Linked DNA regions of Sus scrofa: region 2 is linked to region 1. A link is a contact called in public promoter capture Hi-C data. All regions are on one chromosome and are shown on one strand. The core of a region is the stretch at or near the end of the contact, and the rest is flanking DNA. Distances in the headings are between cores, read along the strand shown. Region 1 holds the start of RPL22 (ribosomal protein L22). Region 2 holds the start of PHF13 (PHD finger protein 13).

What was found. Promoter capture Hi-C pulls out the DNA fragments that hold promoters and counts their contacts.
Region 2: a promoter capture Hi-C map of liver shows a contact between it and region 1, with 4 times the contacts expected there. The contact joins the promoter of PHF13 here to the promoter of RPL22 in region 1. A contact is called at or near these places in 1 of 5 promoter capture datasets (liver) and 1 of 47 Hi-C or Micro-C datasets (heart right ventricle).

Annotation. Positions count from the first base shown.
Region 1 is chr6:67,099,782-67,104,604 of Sscrofa11.1, reverse strand. RPL22 (ribosomal protein L22) reads left to right here and starts at 2,519. Exons shown (of 4, transcript NM_213987.1): 1 at 2,519-2,550; 2 at 4,305-4,409. The coding sequence starts at 2,539.
Region 2 is chr6:67,443,992-67,448,814 of Sscrofa11.1, reverse strand. PHF13 (PHD finger protein 13) reads right to left here and starts at 2,855. Exons shown (of 5, transcript XM_021095267.1): 1 at 2,483-2,855; 2 at 27-72; 3 at 1-24. The coding sequence starts at 2,521.

The DNA.
Region 1 (4,823 bases), core at 1,270-3,769:
TTCAAAGCTGAGGCGACAGAGAGGACGAGGTCCCAGAGGTTGGAATACATTTTGAGGAAAGAAGACCAACGTGGGCGGAGATGAAGGGATGCACGGTGGGGTGAGGCTGAGGGTGGAGAGTGGGGGTAAGGGTGACGAGCTGAGAGTGGGGTCCTGGGGGTGAGGTAGTCAACTTGACCTTCTAGCCTGGAGATGTCAGGAGTCCAGGGAGGGCTGAGGCTGCGCACACAGACGTGGGGAGCCGTATTTAAGGGCATGAGGCTGGGACATGCCAAAGGTCAAGGGCAGATAAAGAAGTCCAGAGAGGAGGAGGGAGCAGCAAGGAGGGGAGAAGGAGCGAGGTGGGAGGAGAGCCTGGCAGCCCTAGGTGGCAAGGTGCTGGGGGCTCAGGGAAGAAAGTCCAGACCCGCCCCCATGCTTAGCAGGGGGACACACCAGTGACCTTGGTAAGGGCTGTCCCGGTGCTGGGGGCAAAAGCCAGACCAGAGAGAGTTCCACAGGAAACAGGATGGAGAAATTGCAGTTGGTGCAGAGGGAACGTCCCAAAAAATTGGTTAAAGAGATTGTTGTAGTTCAGGCTGCTGTAACAAAGACATGGCCAGGCAGCTTAAACAACAGAAATTGCTCACATTTCTGAAGGCTGCAAGTCCACGATCAGGGGGAGGAAGATTTGGCTCCTGCTGAGGGCTCTCTTGCTGGCTTGGAGGTGGCAGCCTTCTCCCAGTATGTCCCCACGACGGGACAGGAGATGGATCTCATGTCTCTTCCTTAAAAAGTCGCCAGCCCCACTCTTCTGACCTCACCTAAACCTAATCACTGCCCAAAGGACTTGCCTGCAAATACCATCACTGCGGGTACTAGGGCTTCAGCTGTGAATTGAGGGGACACAAATATTTATTTAGACTCCATAGCAGAGAGAGCGAAAGGGGGGGTGAAGTGACAAGGAATGTTGGGGGTGACAAATTGTTTTTTTCTGTTTTAAGATGGGAGTTTGTTTTGTTTTCCACCCCAGGGCATGTGGAATTCCCCAGGCCACAGATCAGATCCTAGCCACCAACTCAACCTAAGCCACAGCTGCCACAACACCAGACCCTAACCCACTGTGCCATGCCAGGATAAGCTGGGTCCCGGCGCTCCCAAGATACTGCTGATCCTGTTGCACCACAGCAGGAGCTCCAAGATGGGAGATTGTTTTTATTTATTTAAAATTTTTTTGGGGGGGAGTTGCCATCGTGGCTCAGAGGTTAATGAACGCACCCGACTAGCATCCATGAGGACGAGGTTTGATCCCTGGCCTTGCTCAGTGGGTTAAGGATCCGGCGTTGCTGTGAGCTGTGGTCTAGGTCACAGATGTGGCTTGGATCTGCCGCATCTTAGTGTTGCTGTGGCTCTGGTGTAGGCCAGTGGCTGCAGCTCCCATTCGACCCCTAGCCTGGGAACCTCCATATGCTGTGGGTGCGGCCCTAAAAAAAAAAAAAGAAAAAAAGGTCAATTGGCAGAGCAGGCCTGAGAGTAAACCTAGACTGGTCAGCATGGGGTTTCCTCTCATCATTCTAAGCCAGGATTTGGCCTCTGCTAGGTGACTACATGCAGCTAGGTACTGGCGGGTGTGTGTAACTGAGTGAACAACGCAGGACCCTAGAATGTAACTGGTAAGGACACGAGGGGATGAGAGTGGGTGAAAACAGCCAGTGCGTGGACTGTGGGTCTGGGGATGAAGACCCTTGCCACTCGACTTTGGTCCATGGATCAGCAGCAGCAGCATCTCAGGCTTTGGAGAAATACAGAATCTCAGGCCCCTATGAGATTTGGAGAAATACAGAACCTCAGGCCCATATGATCCATTGTACTGGCATCTGCAATTTATGGAGATTCCCAGGTGATTCAAGTTCAAATGCCACTTTGAGAAATGCTGGCAGAAGAATTTTTGGAACCAGGAAACTGGAAGGCATGAGCTGGAAAGCTAGGAGGTGGTGACTGGAGGGCGGGCAGCTTGAATCTGAGACTGTGGAGAGTGTACCTGACTACAGCAAAAAGGATCAGGGCAGCGAGACAGCCCGGGGAACCACCTTCCAGGTTGGGCACTTTAGGAAGAAGCCAAGTGATCTTGGGCATTGGGACTCCAGGGCCAGAAGGGCCTCACCTCCCCAAGCTAGTAGGTTCGACTCCCACCCCACTAGCTGTTAATTTATGCTTTACTGGATCTCCTTCTTTCCGTTTTCTTCCTAAGACTTTCACAGTAGAGCAAGCCCCTTTATTTCTTTTTGGGCTCATCTAGGCTGGCACCCCCCCTCCTCCGATCCTTCGCAGTGGGACAGGCCACTTCCCTCCCCCCGTAATCCTCCCGGCGGGGGAGAGGACGGGTTTTGCATTCAGGCAAAAATCATCGCTCCCCGAGCGTACGGAACAGGACGAGATGGTGAGGAGCGAGGGGCGTGGCAGAGCGATTGATACGGCCTGAGTCCTGCGTGCTCTGCGCGCTGCGGCTCTTTGCGTCTGCGTGATTCGCTCAACTCCCTTTCTGCCTCTGCTGCCGCCATGGCGCCTGTGGTTAGTATGGCTCCGCGTGAGGCCTTGGCTCTGGGGAAGGCACGTGGGCCTCGCCAGCCTGGCCCCTGCCTGGCTCGCGCCGGCCGGCGCTCTGCAGCGTCCTGCCGGGGCCGGGCCGGCACATCTGCTGGAGCGGGCCGGCGCGGCCGAGGGGTCCCGCACGTTGTGGGCGGAGAAGGCCGCGGCCCGAGGCCCGAGAGGGAGTCCCGGGGCTCCGGGAGATCGCGGCTTGGGCCCCTACCTGCGGCCCGTGGGAAGCTGGGGGTCCGAGGCTGTAGCCTGGGCCGGTCAGCGGTCTTTGGAGTGCGGCCGGCGTGAGGCAGCCAAGGCCTAGGCCTCGTTACCTGGGCTGAAGGCGGGGAAGGAGGGGACCTGCCACCCCCGGCGACCGCGCATCCGGGAAGCCTACAGCCAGGACTCGGGGGCAGGTGGGAGGGTACGGGTCTGGCGGGCCTGTTTTCGGAAAGAGGCTCGGGGCAGGGGACCTCTAGCGTCTCCGGAGGAAGTTAGGTTTTAGGGCGCAGCTCTGTAGACCCTTTTTCGTGTCAGGCGAGGGCCCCGTTCCATTCTCTCTTCGGCTGGGACCGGCTCGTGCGGCGCTCTCATGTCACTCCGGCCGCAGGTCGTTCTCCCAGGTGACTGGGAGAAAGTTTCTCTCTCCTCCTTTGTTGGGACACCTTTGTTAATATTTTCGGCTCACCTCTATCATTCTGCCTGGATGGGCTTTTTGACGCTTTTAGGCGTTTTAAGCTTTAGGTGGAAAACTCGTGAGGGGTATCCAGCCCACTGCGGCCAGGTCGTGTGCCTGCTGATTGTATATTTCCGGGGTTGCGTTTAAGACTGCCCTCTTGATATTAGGAAGACAGATGCTAGAGAAAATAAGTGTTTTTTGGAAGGGAGCTCCGTGTTTGAAAAACGGACCCCGTTGACAAGTTTTCAGTGAAGTTCTTTCAAACAGGAAGGGAGTTAAGATGTGTTCTTGGAAAGGCCTTTTTAGATTCTGAAATGGTTTTTAAAGTGTAAGTACAGAGGCTTCCTTAGATGGTGTTGGAGTTTGTAGAGGGACCAGGTTAATATAAGCTGCTTTGTGAGTATGAAAGGATCTGGAACCTTGGTAGAATGTGCTTACCCGTGGTTTGGAAGGCTCATTCACAGATCAAACTAGTCAAAAGGCCAGAAATTGTTGACCATAGTGTTGTAATTAGAGCCCAAGGGGTAGCTTTACCCTCGTCCTGACTGGGGAAGATGCACTGCTAAGCTGTGTGGATCTGGCTGCTGATTCTGAGAAGGTGGATGCGGCAGGGTTAAGGGCATCAGGACTCTAGTCTGGAGAGTTAGGGCAAGGACTGATTCAAATTAAAGTTGTTGCAGGCATGCCTGTGCTGTGATGAGCGAATAAAAGGAGTGTTCCTTGAACCTTTATTTTGGAACTTCTAGGGCAAGTAAAAGGAAACGTTCATTTTACTGTCCTTCCTAAGCTAGCAGACCTTGATACTCATATATATTGGGGGGCTGGAAAGTGTAAATGGGTCAAGAGTGCTGGAGTAACTTCCCCTTCCGGAGGGCTCGACCCTAGGCTTGCACAGCAGCACCTTTGAGCATTCGACCTCCTCCACTCTGGGGCAGAGCTCAATTCTGGACTCAGAGCTATAGTTTTTGCGTTTGTACAACTCTGGTGGTTTTGCTTCTGTTAATTTTTTTTTTTTGGACTGGTTATGCCCTTCATCTCTGTTTTCATTTGTATACTTTTTTAGAAAAAGCTTGTGGCGAAGGGGGGCAAAAAAAAGAAGCAGGTTCTCAAGTTCACTCTTGATTGCACGCACCCAGTGGAAGATGGAATCATGGATGCGGCCAATTTTGTAAGTTATCCCCTTGACGTCATCACCCTGGACAGTAATGAACCCTTAGAGCTTTTGCGAGGAAAGCCTACTGGAGGATGTTTGTTTGCAGGATCAGCCTGCTCTGGTTCTGGCTCTCCCGGACCGGAACTCCGGAGCTTGGGCTGGTTCTGTTTTTCAGCCTCGCTCACTCACTCTCTGTGTCTCCTGGTTTTGAAGAGTGAAGGAGATGCCTTGGAGCCGGGCAGTGCCAGAGAACTGCCTCGTCTGCTTCTTCACTTTACCAAAGTGGTTTACCTAACATTTACTGGGAAGCAGGTAGACTCCCTTGGATCTAGCATCTCCTTTGCAGGAACTCTGGGTCTTGGTCCTCAGGGACAAGGGGCTACCTGTGCCCTGGACCTGACTGACTGACTTTGGGGCACCGGATAGATG
Region 2 (4,823 bases), core at 1,606-4,105, 340 kb before region 1:
AGGCCAAGACAAAGGTGCAGAATTGTTGAAATCCTCCACGGTCCTGCGCCTCTTGCAGCCGGGGGAGTACTCCTGGGAACAGGGGAGAAGAGGGGCACGTTTGAAAGGAGAAACTCGGAGGAGGGTGGGCAGAAACAAAACTAAGCAAGCGGGGGCTTTCAGGGCCAGCCACTCAAAAACACACCGCCAGATTTACAAACGAACACTCTCAAACAAGATAAGTAAGGATCAAGAAATAAGTTTTCAGAAGGCTGAAAGGGGGTATTAAGATGTTATGCCAAGAATACTGGGAAACTGGTTAGGAGATAAAAGCTTAAGAAACAAAAGTCTTTTTCTCGGTACTCACAGGGCATTTTCTGACATTATCTATTAGTTTCTACAGGCCTATCAAGAACCCTACAACTACTTTTTTGCCACAAATTTTCCATTTTGAAAACAAACTCCTGCTGCAGCTGTAACTAAAGCATTGTGAGAGACTTCAAAACTCAAGGATGTAACCTTCAGAACTCGGGCCTGAGACCCTGGAGCGGAATCTCACGTGACCCCTCCCCAGGCAGGGCTGCCTGAGGGCCCCCTGCTCCTAAGGACCCTCTCCTGCAAAGGAGACATTTCGTGCTGGTCCCTCCGCGGCTCCAACATCCGGAGGCCAGGCACCTAAATATCCCCAACTCAGACACTAAACCAGAAACAATCCCGCTAATATCACTTGCACGCTGAAAATGAAACACTCTTAAGTTTTGGCTTGCGTGTCCCGTCCCCATCAAATCCAGAAATCCCTCAACAAGAGCGGATTCTCTCCTGAAGAAGAGATGAGCTCAAGGAGAAAAAGCTCTGATTTGCTACTAAACAAAACAACTGTGCCTCGCTACGGTTCATGCGCCCAGCGAATTCACTGAGATTTTCTTTAATCATTTTATCACCCATTCCAACCCCACCCTCAGGCGCTAACCTAAGGTCCAGAACCTAGGGGCCCACTCCCCACCAGGGTGCAGGCAGGGGAGGAAGTGAGGGGGGTGGGCTCCTGGGCCCGCCCCACCCGGCCCCGCCGCAGCACCGAGTGCCCAGAGAGCAGCGCGGCCCGCAGGTCTCCTTCCAAGGGCTCCACTTACTTTCTCCCCTCGGTGGTAGCAAACCACCTTCTTCCCACCACCCGCTCGGCCGCCCGGACCCTGGGGCGGGGGGGGGGGGGGGGCAGGTCAGCGGCGCGCCAGACTCCGCGCGGTACCCCTTGCTTCCTGCGCCGAGGAGATCCTGCCCCCACGCCCGGGAAGAAGTGGCCGCCCTCCCTCCCGCCGGGTGGGTGGGAGGACTGCGGCCCTCAAACTCTCGGGGAGAACTTTTATTTCGGCGGGGAACGTATATAAGTGGATCAGCAGCCCAGACCAAGAGTGCAAGGCGGCGGCGCCCTCGGGCCCAGGGCGGGGAACCCGCGCCGCCCCCACCGCGCCCGCCGCCCGCGCCCCGCCGCCTTTAGGAAAAGCAGATGGCGGTGCGGCCCCTTCCCCGCCCTCCCGCGGAAGCCGCCCCCCGCTGACACTCGGCCCCGGAAGGTGCGGGGCCCAGCCAGGGGGGAAGGGGCCGCGCAGAGCCGGCCAGGATTCGGGGACCCAGGCGGGCAGGCCCGCGAGCCCCCGAGGCGGCAGCGCCGCGGGAGAGCGCGCCCGGCGCCGCCTCCCCTCCCCCACCCGCCTGCTGCCGGACCCGCACCCCGGACTCGGCGGGCCTCGGGAGGGGGAGGGGACCGCGGCGGGGGCGCCGGAGGAGGGGGGGGCTCTGGCCGGGAGAACCGAGGGCCGATCCCCGGAAGGAGGGGGAGCCGGGGCGGGGCGAGCAGAGCCCGGGGGCGGGGGCCCCGGAGGGGGAGGCGAGCGCGCCGGGGGTGGGAGCACCGCTCGGGCCCCCGCAAGGGTGGGGACCCCGAAGGACGAGTACTCCCCCCCACACCTCCCCGGCCGGAGGGGGCGGAGGCCGAACGGGAGTTAGGGGGCGGGGCGCGGGCCACAAGGCCCGGGGGATTAGGGGAGAAGGCGGGGGCGCGGGGAGCAGAGTCCCCGTCTGAGGGGGGCCGCGAGCCCCTGCGGGAGGGGGTGGGGGATTCCTCCGAGAAGCGGGAGCGCGGAGCTGCGGGGTCTCGGGCCGAGTCCCCGGGGGCGGGGAAGGGGTAAGCCAGGCCGGCAGGGAGGGGCCGGGGGCGCCGACAGGTCCCCGGGCTACGCGAGGCCGGGGAGGAGTGGGCACGGTACATCGGGGGAAGGGGCGCCGAGAGGACGCGGACGCCCGCGGAAGGGACGCCGAGGAGAAGACCGGCGGGGAAGAGCGGGCGCGGGCCCGAGTGGGGGGCGGGGTTGGGCGCCCGGGGTGGGGGGAGACGAGGGATAGCTGGGGGAGGGGAGAGAGGCGCTCGGCCGGCGAGGGTCCGGCTCCGAGAGCACAAGACGGGGTGAGGGTGGTCGGGGGCTGCCCAGACGCAGCTCTCACTCACCTCCGGGTGGAAAGCGGCGGCGCAGGAGTCGGAGTCCATGTTCAGGGTGGGGGGCGGCGGCCGCGGGAGTGCAGGGGCCGGGATGCGGGCGCCGAGTCGCGGGGGCCGCGCAGGGCGAGGGCGGACCCGGGAGGGGTCGCCCTGACTAGAGATGATGGGGGGCTCGGCGTGTCGCGTCCCAGTCACTGTGCTCTCGGGCAGGCGGCTCCACAGCCGAGCAGAGTTGTTGATGCAGCTCCCCACGACCAACGCGACTGGAGAGGCGGGAGAGTCGCTGCGGGGGGCGGCGGCGGCGGCGGCGGCGAGCGGGAACCCGACCGGCTCCCCGACCTGACGCCCAGTTCGGCTCGTGTCTCGGGAGGGAGGGCGGGAGAGCCGCGAGGCCTTTCGGGAAATGTAGTCTAGAGGCGTACGGAAAGCCGACGGCGAGGGGGCGGGGCGCGGGGGCGGGCGCGGGGCATTGTGGGATTCGTAGTTTCCAGCCCCACGGCTGAGGCACACAAAGGCCACCTCGAGGACTCCAATCCCCACAGAGCTCTGGGGCAACTGCCCGGTCTACGGAGGCGGTGGCTCCGGGACCTGAGGCCGCCGGAACGGGGGAGGTGCGGGGGCTCGCGCCGGCTCGGCGATGGGGGAGGGGTGGCGCGAGAGACAGCGCCTCGGTCTCTGCGGGGGCGAGGGAGGTCAGGGGTCGCCGCGGCGGGTGGGGGCGGCGCTGACGGCCTCGGTCGCGATGGGCGGCAGCGGCTAGCGCCCCCTCTCTTTTCCTTTGGGACTCGGGGTCTGTGCCCCTTTGTGGGGCTGGGGTCACCGCGTCCGGGCGGGGGCGGGGGGTGCTGACGTCGTTGCCGCCCCCCCCCCCCCCCGCGCCTCAGGTCCGCTGAGCGAACTTGTTTTGGCGGCTGCGGGTTTCTGGCCGGTTCCAGCTCGCCCGGGGGTCGGGGACGGCCGGACCGAGGCCGAGCGGGGGTCGGACTGCCTGACTCCCCGTAGGAAGCACCTCGGGTGGTCGGATTACCACCGCATTTTTCAAAAACTATGCCGGTACTACCAGTGTTTGGGAAGATGTTGGCTTTAAATTCCTTTTTTTTTTCTTCTTGCCTAACCTTGGGACCGCTCGTTTTCTCACTTTACCTTGAATTCGTTCCCGAATAGATTCCTCACAGGTTTACGACATTGGGAGGGAGGCGAAAACCTGATAGAGATATTTGGTATTGACGTTGACTTTTTTTAATTGATATTTAATTGAGGAGTTGGCCGTGTTTAAATGCTGGACGCTGGAGTATTTTACGACTTTGGTGTTGAAGATTGATAGACTCTGAACACTTAGTTGAAAATTAAACTGTTTTGATAAAGTGACCGTGCGGAGGCCTGAGGTGCTTGAATGTTTTTCATAACCATTTAAAAGAAAAAAAATACAAACTGCAAATGATTCGATAACGTATTTGGTAGTTTCAAAGACAACTGTTAAAGAGAAATGACATAAATTTTTAAATTCAAGTCATCCTGTGCTAAATCAGAACACTGATTGGAAGAACCCCTAAAAGCTGCGGATAATTCCCAAGGGAGTGACTGCTCCATTGGTTGACTCTTGCTGATTGGTTGGTTAAGAGAATTCTGATGGAAACATTTCGTAGTTAAGAGACTGGATTTATCTTAGAAATACGTCTCCAAGCCTCAATTACTTGAGCTATAAATTGTTTAGCTTGCCCCATAATAGTAGTTTACCCTTGCTACTTTTTAAAAGTTATTTTGGAAGTTCTGATGGTGGCTCAGTGGTAACGAGCCAGACTAACATCCGTGAGGATGCGGGCTCGATCCCTGGCCTCGCTCAGTGGGTTAAGGATCCAGCATTGCCATGATCTGTGGTGCAGGTCACAGATGCAGCTCAAATCCCAAGTTCCTGTGGCTGTGGTGTAGGCCAGCAGCTTTAACTAGGATGTGACCCCTCGCCTAGGAACTTCCATGTGCCGTTAGTGCGGCCCTAAAAAGCAGAAATAAAATACTATTTCAACTAAGCATAGAATTACCTTATGATCCAGCAATCCCATTGCTGGGAATATACCTGGACAAAACTGTAATTCAAAAAGGTACATGTGGGAGTTACTGTCATGGCACAGCAGAAACGAATCTGACTAACATCCATGAGCATACAGGTTTAATACCTGACCTCGGTTAAGGACCCGGTGCTGCTGTGAGCTGTGTTGTAGGTCGAAGGCACAGCTTGGATCTGGTGTTGCTGTGGGTATGGCGTCGGCCAGCGGCTACAGCTCCCGATTCGACCCCTAGCCTGGGAACCTCCATATACCTCGGGTGTGGCCCTAAAAAGAATCATGTACCC